Regions from separate parts of the Triticum aestivum genome. Here regions 1 and 3 are each linked to region 2. Evidence: chromatin contacts called from public Hi-C data. All regions are on one chromosome and are shown on one strand. Each heading gives the region's core, a stretch centred on a gene start, on an enhancer-like site or on the middle of the called end of the contact. The rest is flanking DNA. Distances are from core to core; before and after follow the strand shown.

What was found. A called contact is a pair of places that touch in the nucleus more often than the background predicts.
Region 1: a Hi-C map of leaf shows a contact between it and region 2, with 6 times the contacts expected there. The contact joins the promoter of LOC123121707 here to the promoter of LOC123121700 in region 2. A contact is called at or near these places in 2 of 5 Hi-C or Micro-C datasets (both in leaf).
Region 3: a contact with region 2 is called in a Hi-C map of leaf, with 5 times the contacts expected there. The contact joins the promoter of LOC123121705 here to the promoter of LOC123121700 in region 2. A contact is called at or near these places in 3 of 5 Hi-C or Micro-C datasets (all in leaf).

The regions. Positions count from the first base shown.
Region 1 is chr5D:353,314,185-353,317,600 of IWGSC CS RefSeq v2.1, reverse strand. LOC123121707 reads left to right here and starts at 1,677. Exons shown (of 2, transcript XM_044541725.1): 1 at 1,677-1,898.
Region 2 is chr5D:352,850,969-352,854,100 of IWGSC CS RefSeq v2.1, reverse strand. LOC123121700 (65-kDa microtubule-associated protein 6) reads left to right here and starts at 1,309. Exons shown (of 12, transcript XM_044541717.1): 1 at 1,309-1,840; 2 at 2,706-2,909. The coding sequence starts at 1,790.
Region 3 is chr5D:353,206,244-353,209,348 of IWGSC CS RefSeq v2.1, reverse strand. LOC123121705 (protein disulfide isomerase-like 2-3) reads right to left here and starts at 1,716. Exons shown (of 9, transcript XM_044541723.1): 1 at 1,425-1,716; 2 at 1,173-1,331; 3 at 33-146. The coding sequence starts at 1,544.

The sequences.
Region 1 (3,416 bases), core at 428-2,927, 460 kb before region 2:
CTACAAACCTCTGCACTTGGAGGCCCACAACGTCTACAAGAAGAAGGTTGCGTAGTAGACATCAAGCTCTTTTCTGGTGCCGTTGCCGGGGAGGTGAGTGCTTGAAGGTATATCTTTAGATCTTGCAATCGAATCTTTTATTTTCTTGTTTTATCACTAGTTTAGTCTATAAAAGAAAACTACAAAAAAATGGAATTGAGGGTGCCTCATATGCTTCATCTTTTTAATATCTTTCATGAAAATGATGGGAAGGAAAATTGTGCTCAAGTACTAGAAGAAGAATTACATAGAATGCTTGGCATAAAATATGTGAATGATGAGCATGATTGCAATGTTATTAGTATGAATTCTTTGAATATCCATGATGCTAATGATATGCAAAGCCACAAGTTTAGGGATGCTATGTTTGATGAAGATGATATGTTTAGTCCCCCAAGTTTTGGGGATGCTAATGTTGTTAGTATGAATTCTTTGAATACCCATGGGCCTAGTCCTAATTGGACTAGGGGGAGGGGCGGCTCCCCCTCCTTCCTTCTCTTTCCCCCTCCTTCCTTCTTCTCCTAGTAGGATTAGGAAAGGGGGGAGTCCTACTCCTACTAGGAGGAGGATTCCTCCCCCCTTGGCGCGCCTATGAGGGCCAGCCGACCTCCCCCTCCCTCCTTTACATACGTGGGGAGGGGGCACCCTAGAAGACATCAAAGTTGATCTTAGCCGTGTGCGATGCCCCCTCCACAGATTTCCACCTCGGTCATATCGTTGCAGTGCTTAGGCGAAGCCCTGCGCCGGTAACTTCATCATCACCGTCACCACGCCGTCGTGCTGACGAAACTCTCCCTCGGCCTCAGCTGGATCAAGAGTACGAGGGACGTCACCGAGCTGAACGTGTGCAGATCGTGGAGGTGCCGTGCGTTCGGTACTTGATCGGTTGTATCGCGAAGACGTTCGACTACATCAACCGCGTTACATAACGCTTCCGCTTTCGGTCTACGAGGGTACGTGGACACACTCTCCCCGCTCGTTGCTATGCATCACCTAGATGGATCTTGCGTGTGCGTAGGAATTTTTTTGAAATTAATGCGTTCCCCAACACTTAGCGGCGGCCCTTGCAGCAACAGCAGGTCCGCTGGACGGGTGGGTAGAGGGCATGCGTAGAGTGGAGGCCCTGGGGGAGAGAAGAGAGCAAGGAGAGGACGTGGGGAGAGAGAGGAAAGCTGGTTTCTTGATCCAGAGGAATCAGAGGAAGACGATTGCTTGCGAGAGGAAGGGGATAAGGTTCGCTAGACGGGCAGTGCGTAGGGCCCACACGTCATGTGTCGATCCCTCGGGGTGGCTTATAGAACGTGGGAATCAGTCGGGCAATTTGAAGAGTTTTTCAATTAAAAAAACCCGATATAAAGCAAAAGAGAAAATGCGCAGAAAAGGAAAAAAATCTTCTGGAAGCTTCCTGTTTTTTTAGGACAAGAGGAATATTTTATTTTTGAGGAACGCCCACACTTTATTAAAAAAATCGAGACAACCACACTTTATGAATTAAAACCGGTGAAATGGTAAGCCTAAATGGGCCAGCCCGTCTAACAGCGCGTTCCTGAGCCTTGGGCCGTGCTAGGTTTTGACAAGCCCACCTCGTCTCCTTGTCGCTCCAGAGGGTCAAAGCCACCACCACCGCTAGGGCCCTAGCCACCACATTTCTGTCGACTCCCCTTCCTCCTCCCTGGACAGACAGGAGGCACCCGTACCCCGGCTCAAAAGCTCCACCGCCGCGCTCCGCAAACCCGACCGAATTCTCGGCCTCTCGCCCAGGGAGGCGACTTCCCTCCCCGCCGTCGCCGCCTCCGCCTCCGACGCCGCGCCCGCCGCGCGGCCGTTGCTTCTCTCCTCGGAGAATCGAGGCACGGGTGGTAAGTTTTTGAATCTCCCCGGCTCAAATCGGCCCTCTCGCCTCCTTACTGCCTACCGCCTTCAGCTTCACTGGGGCAAGGTTGCTTTTCTGTCTTGTTTATCTTGTTTGCCCCTTGATCTGGTGACGCCGCTCTGTTGTTTGCCTGCGTTGGGCAAGGGAACTGGCGTTGGGTGTTTCTTTGGTTCAAAACAAGTGTTTGGTGTTTCCTTTGCTGAAAACAAGTGTTTGGTGTGTCTTCTGTTGAACAAGTGTTTGGTGTTTCTTTTGTTCAAAACAAGTGTTCAGTGTTTCTTTCGTTGAAAACAAGTGTTTAGCGTTTCTTAGATGCGTATCAGGTGTCCTCAAGTTACGATTTTTGGGTGCTGTTTTACCCCCAAAACATCGAATAGCATTAAGATTTGACACTGTAAAACCCGCCTGTGCTGCAAAGTGTACGGATTGTGTTCGGTTATTGCAAATAAGATTGTTTTAGGAACTTGGACAGACACTACGTCTGTGATATTGTTAGCAATGTAGATTTCGTAGTACAATCCATCTTTAACTTTAAGTAGAATCCCTTTGTGTGCTATATGATTTTGATCTTAATCTGTACAGTTTCCATTCCTGTAAGTTCCATCGTGTGCGAAGATATCTAACATTCGACACATATGCTAGTGAAGGTTTGAGGGAACTGATCTTTTTCTTATATTTTGTCTGGTTGAAATGCCACACCTGCAATAGCAATCGCATGTGTCATAGTTATCTTTTTTCTTGGACTACTAGGAACATCAAAGTTGTCTTTTACTATCTTTATGTGATGAAAACAATTATGGATCTCTATTATAAAGAGAACAAAGCATATCTGGTACTCTGTTTGATTCTTCTGGTCGATCTTATAGTGGGCATGCAATTTCCAGTGGAACTTGTGCTGACTAAAGCAAATGATTCAAAGTTTAGCACTAACATGTTCCCTTGAATTTGTGGTCAGCATATGATGTTAGACTTCTTATAAGAGTTCGAGATTCTTGAATCAGCTGTTGTAGTACCTTATACACCCATAGGAAAACTATCAGGGTAAAACAGCAAAAGCTGGTGACATTAACCATTTTAATTTCTCCACTTCTTATAAGAGTTTGGGATTGTTGAATCAAACTGTATAGTACTCCCTCCGTAAAGAAATATAAGAACGTTTAGATCACTACTTTAGTGATCTAAACACTCTTATATTTCTTTACAGAGGGAGTACCTTATACACCCGTAGGAAAAATATTGGGGTATTAAAACAGCAAAAGTTGGTGACAACCATTTTAATTTCTCCACTTCTTATAAGAGTTTGAGATTGTTGAATCAAACTGTATAGTACTCCCTCTGGGTTTAGATCACTACTCTAGTGATCTAAACGCTCTTATATTTCTTTACAGGGGGAGTACCTTATACACCCGTAGGAAAAATATTAGGGTATTAAAACAGCAAAAGTTGGTGACAACCATTTAATTTCTCCACTTCTTATAAGACTTTGAGATTCTTGAAACAGATT
Region 2 (3,132 bases), core at 60-2,559:
CGGGCGTCCACTTCAGCGTCCCTTGCTCTCATCGCTTGACAATGTCTAATCAATTCCTTGGCCGGTCCCAATCATTTACTACGACGCAGACCGCACGGCTGATTAACTAGCCGCACCTAATTAATCAGGCACGCACAAGCTAGCGAGCTCCCGCAAAAGGCTGCAGATACGCCAACGATCCAGGCCTAATCAAGCGAGATGCATGCGTGGTTTGAGGACGATGAGCGTGTTTGACCTCAGCACGCCGAATGAAACACAGTCCCGGTGATTAATTAGGAAGGGTTTTGACTCCACATGGTTCAACAACCCAACCCGGAGTACGATAGTGACCTCGGTTTGTCCGTGGGTTAACCGGGGTATAAGTGTAGTACGTAACTCGTTCCAAGTTCAGAATAAGCTGCATATTGTGAATTACAGTCTACCCTCTACAGAACAAGCTGCATTACGTGAGTTGCTACGTGTTCCAAGCCCGACAATGGCCGGCTCGACGATCCGCTACTCCGCGGGAACTTTGCGGGATGAAACAGTGAACCTCTTCTCTCCTACCCTGATCGAACGTGCGGATCGGTGTACTAGTTGGTTGGCTCGACGTACCTTTTGTTAGGCCGGGGGAGGATCGTGGAGACCTTCTTTTCGGACCGGCCGCTTTGCACGCCCCAAAGATGGCAAGAATCGGTCCGGGCTTGATCATTCGGACGAAGAGCAGCAAGCATCGCATGATCCCGTCGCGACATAAATAAAAGAGGGCGCAAGCATGCAGTTAATGGCGCGAGGCTGTATGTTCCAGTTCAGGTACCCTGTGGCTGTGGGCAGGACGGTCAGGTGGATTCGGTGAGCTTCCCTTGCCACTTCATGGCCTCCTTGGCAAGCTCACGACAAGTGTAGGGGAGATCGAGCTGCAGTACCCTGCTGGTACTGCCAGTACAGCCATGGCATGATGTCCCGGCCGGAACCACCTCACTCGGTTAAAAGTGACCATCTACTCCCTCCGTCCGAAAATACTTGTCATTAAAATGGACAAAAACGAATGTATCTAAAACTAAAATACGTCTAGATACATCTCTTTTTATTCATTTTGATGACAAGTATTTCCGGACGGAGGGAGTATTATCCTAGTATATGGCGATTGCCTGTGACAATTTGGCGGGGTACGGTGCAGCAACAACCTTTTGTTGGTTCTCTGCATGAAAGTATTTGGCACCAGCTAGACTCAAATCATTTCAGCTTGAACGAAATTCCGAGGGAATCTTACGTGCGCAGCCACACACCATTAAATAAAAGGAAAGACAAAGGCCACCCTCCATGGCCTCTTCCCTCCGCTGGCCTCTGCTCACTCCCAACCTCCCAACACAAACAACCTTCCTATAAGCAGCTGGCAAAAACACAGTCCGCTTCGCTTCTTCCTTTCCCTTCCCATCGCTTCGATCAACACAAGGGGAGGCAGACATAACCTAGCCTGGCTTCTAAGCTCGCCAGGAAAAGAGCTTAGCTTCCTTTGATCCCAAAGGGCTGCTGGCATTCGGTGCGCGTGCTTTTTCTACTCTTCTTCTTTTCCTAATCCCAAGGAGAGGACAGGAGAGGAGACGAGACGAGGCTAAACAAAAAGCTCAGGCGCCGCTTTGGCTAATGGCCTAGCTAGCTGCTCAGGGCGGCGTAGCTGGACCGTGGCCGGCCGGCCTAGGGGTGGATAAGAGCCTGAGGCTTTGCTACCGGCCTTTCCTCGCCTTCCCTTCGCCTCCTCGTCTCCTCTCTCCTCCGAGCTGCTCCTGTGGTGGTGTCCTCTGCTTCCATGGTGGGCATGGAGGGCACCGGCTGTGGCGCGTTGCTCAGAGAGCTTCAGGTACCTGCTGCTCACCTTTGCTTCGTGCCACTGCTAGTAGTATTGAGTGAAGTAGAGCTCTGTTCTCTGGAAACAAATTTTGCATCATACTAGCTTTTTCCCGCCTTCTTTTTTCCCCCATCTTCTCTCGGTGAACTTGTTCTCGCTGTCTGCGCCTGTGTTAACCCAATTCGCATGCTTCATTTCACAAGAAAAAGTTCGGCTTCCATCTCTTCCAGTACTAGGTGAAAAAAATCATTGTTGGAACTACACTGTGTTTGAGTGTCCTCTATGATTTGAGACTAGAGAATCGGGTGTTATTTTGTTTTACTCTGACATGGAACGAGGGTTGAGTATTCGTGGGGTTACACAGGGCTGCGGAAAAGTAACAACTTTTTATTCGAGTATTGCGTAACAGCGTGAGCGAGTATTCCTTGTGTAGCAAGTAGTTGTTGTCTTCTTTTTTCTTGGTGGTGAGCTGCGCGGCAGGTGAACTGCATGCCTCAGGGCAGTGTGGCTTTATGGTGGAAGCTTCTCTCTTTGTCACCTTTCTGGTTCTTCACCACCTCAAAAAAGCATTTCCTTGATTCTATTCGGCTTAGTAGTGCGCCAGGCAGTTGAGGTGGGACAAATTAATCATTTTTTTGTCAACTAATACTCTGTTTTTCACCTTTAATGCCATCATTTCGTTATGGCTTTTACTGTAAATAAAATATCTTGAACACTTATTAAGATGCCCAGGGGAGCACATGAATCAGGCAATTGTAACAATCAGAATGCATTCTTGATTGATTACCTCTGTTGCCTTAGCCTTGCATTTATTTGACCATGCATATAAGGTTGAAGCGCCATTACTCATGCATGCCCTGTTGTTTCTGGCACTCAGCAAATCTGGGCAGAGGTAGGGGAAAGCGAGGGTGAGAAGAGCAAGGTCTTGTCAGAGATAGAGAGGGAGTGCTTGGAGGTGTACCGCAGGAAGGTGGACGATGCCAATCGGACCAGGGTCCAGCTGCACCAGTCTGTGGCCACCAAGGAAGCCGAGGTTGCATTGCTAATGGCTACTCTAGGGGAGCACAAGCTGTATCTCAAGGTATGCATACTAATCATGATGATGATGATGACGCACTAATTGGGTTGGTTGTCTGTTGGCTTCCTGAGTGGTTGCTGGGTTCCCTTGAGCTGATGGAATCTGGCTGCTGTTGGTAACATGCATGATTCAAGTTGTGGATTGCCTTTTTTTGTTGTCAAAGTAGCTACTGGCTTATAGTAAATCTCTAGGCAACACCAGCTTACTTTAGTCTTTTTACTAGGAT
Region 3 (3,105 bases), core at 467-2,966, 350 kb before region 2:
TTACAAGACAAATAGGGTTTGCTGCAACTAACCTGCGACAGAGCAAAATTTACAATTGCCTTTACATCTCTTGCTCCTTCATAATCCACTGGTGGCTTGCCAGGGAGAAATACTTTTATGGTTGGGAATCCCTGTATTCCATATTGCTGCAAAAGTAACACAATTCATCACGAACTGTATCAGTAGCATTCCATAAAAGTTTATAAATTCTAATTATAAAAGCCAGATATTTTGTGTGATTGTCATTAACTTAGAATATAAAGTGTTTAAGAAATGACTCAGGCATACAATTGTATAGGAAAGCGAAAGAAGGTAGTCCAGATGCATGTTGCCTAAGTTTAGTTTTAACTAAAGTATTCATCGCCATAATAAAGACTTGATGTTCACTCATCTGGCCCTACCTATCAGTCTGCTATGCTAAACACAACTTAAAACCACGCTGTAATGAATAGCCTACAACCATCAATAGTAATGCACATGTGGAACACAAGATGGTTTGGAGGAATTGTCGTGGTTAAGTTTCACTGCAGGTATATTGGTAAAGCCATAACGGTCTTAATTCACAGTCAATATCTTTCTTGTTTTCTTTAATCGGGGGTATCCATCTTCTGTGCGATAATATCTGAGATAAGAGTGATTTGATGCAAAAACTAATTTCTGACACACACAAAAATTATAGTAAACAAACTCGTAAGCAATGCCAGAATGGCAACATATCACCCTAATAAAGTTGCAATTCGTTGGATTTTGGCCTATGCATATACTTAACAAAGATTTGAAAACAAAATCAGGCTAGTAATCAACTGGGAGGATACCAAAACAGCATTAGCAAGAGACCAAATCCTGATTATTGATAAGCCCTTGTCAAACTATGTCTTTCTTCAGCAGAATTCAAATTCATTTACTCCTATATAAAAAGCATCGAAGCACCTTAGTAAAATTTACTGTCTGAAGTACAATGTCCCACTACATTTTGGTACTGAACTGGTTAATGTCTTTCTATCCAACAAAAATGCACGGCGGAAGCACCAGTAAAGCCATTACACGCTAACAATCGATAAATTACTGTGACATCGCTGCTACCGATGCCGAGATCACATCAGGAAACAAGCAGATCAGCACGCACATGCGGAGTGTGGGCGGGTCAAAAGGAAACGAGAGGCCGTGCTCACCTGCGCGAGCTCCTTGTGCGCGTCGGCGTCGAGCGCGGCGACCGTGGCGACGCCCTTGAGGACGCCGGCGGCCTTCTCCCAAATCGGCGTCAGCTGCTTGCAGTGCCCGCACCAGGGCGCGAAGAACTCCACCAGCACCACCCCGTTCGCGTTCAACACCTGCGCGCAAGCGAGCGGCGGCACGCCCCTCGGGGTCAGAGAGAGAGCTCAAATGGGAGGAGAGCCGATCTGGCGACGGGGGAGAGGCGAGACCTTCTTGAAGTTGTTGGGGTTGAGCTGGAGGACCGGGGAGCCGGCGGAGTAGAGCGCGGCCGCCGGGGAGGCCGCGGCGGCGAGGAGGAGGAGGACGGCGGCGAGGATGGCCGGACGCATGGCGTCGTCGAGAAGCTTCTGGAAGCCGGAGGGGGGACTAGATGGCGGCGATCGATCGGCTGCGTCACCGGGGGGCGTGGTGGTGCGGATTTAAGTTTGCTCGCGAGAGAGGAGACGAACGCGTGTGCGGACCAATCGTTAGCGTCCACGTCTGGTGCTCTGCCACGTCGGTATGGTTTCGCCTCCTTGGCGCGACGGGATTGGTCGCGACCGTGGCATGGTTGGAGGACTGGGTGCACAGTTGTTCGGACACTCTGGAGTCTGGGTAGACCTGTTCGTCGCCATAGGCCGCGCATATGCGCGACAACTATACCGGCTCGTTCGTTCGCTCGCACGCTGAGCTCGCTACATTCGGTGCATTCGCTTCGTTTTTTCCCTTTTTCTTTTCTTTAGGTTTTTCTTATTTTCTTTTCTTTAGGTTTTATCTATTTCTTCAATGATTTTCTTTCTTTTTTTGTTTTTTCTCTGGTTTTATTCTTCTCACCTGTCTTCTTCATTATTTTATCAGTTTTCACCGGGTTTTTTTTGTTTTCCTTTGGTTTTCTTTGTTTCCTTCTCTGGTTTCTTCTTTCTTTTCCTTTTCTTATTTTCTTGATTTTTCTCCCATTTCCTTGGTTTTTTTTCTTTTCGGCACTGGTTTTCCTCTAGTTTCTTTTTTTCCTCTTCCGCATTTTTTGTTTTTTTCATGTTTTCTTCTCTTTATTTATGTTTCTTTGTCATGTTTCACCATTTTTCCTCTTTCTTCAAACTTAAATAATTTTCGATGCACGGTGTACATTTTAGTACACGTGAAATATTTCTGGATACACATTCTATATTTCTCAAATGCACAATGTTTTTTTTTCTAAATTACATTATGAACATCATTTCGAATACGTTGTCAATATTTTTCAAATTCACGCTGAATATTTATTTATTGCAATAATTAATTTTTAAAATTCTGTGAACATTTTAATATTTTTTTCCAACATATGTTTTTAATGTCTAATTTTTCCATACACAGTTGTAGATTTATCGCATACACTAGGAACATTTTTTATATACACGTTTAGCATTTTCCATATACGTGATTAACATTTTTGAAACTTATAATTTTTTGACTGCTTTTTTTATACACATTCAACATTGTTCGTATACACCAGGACATTTCTTATATACATATCTAACATTTTTGGCAGGCATGATTATTTTTCGTTAAACATATATTTTTTCATGACTACTTTTTTCATACACATTCTATATTTTTCTTTATATACACGTTTAACATTGTCCAAATACATGATTACCATGTTTAAAAGTGTTTTTTCTATGTCTACTTTTTCTATAAATGCTGTACATTTTTCTTATACATCGGAAACATTTTTTCTAGACACATTTAATATTTTATAAAATCATGATTAGCATTTTCAGGAAAAAGTTGAAAACCTTTATTTATTTCTATTTTTTTCTAAAGCGTACTGTATATTTTTTTACATTTTCCTTATACATCAAAAATACTTCCTCCGTCTCATAATGTAAGAACGTTTTTGACACTACACTAGTTTAAAAAACACTCTTATAT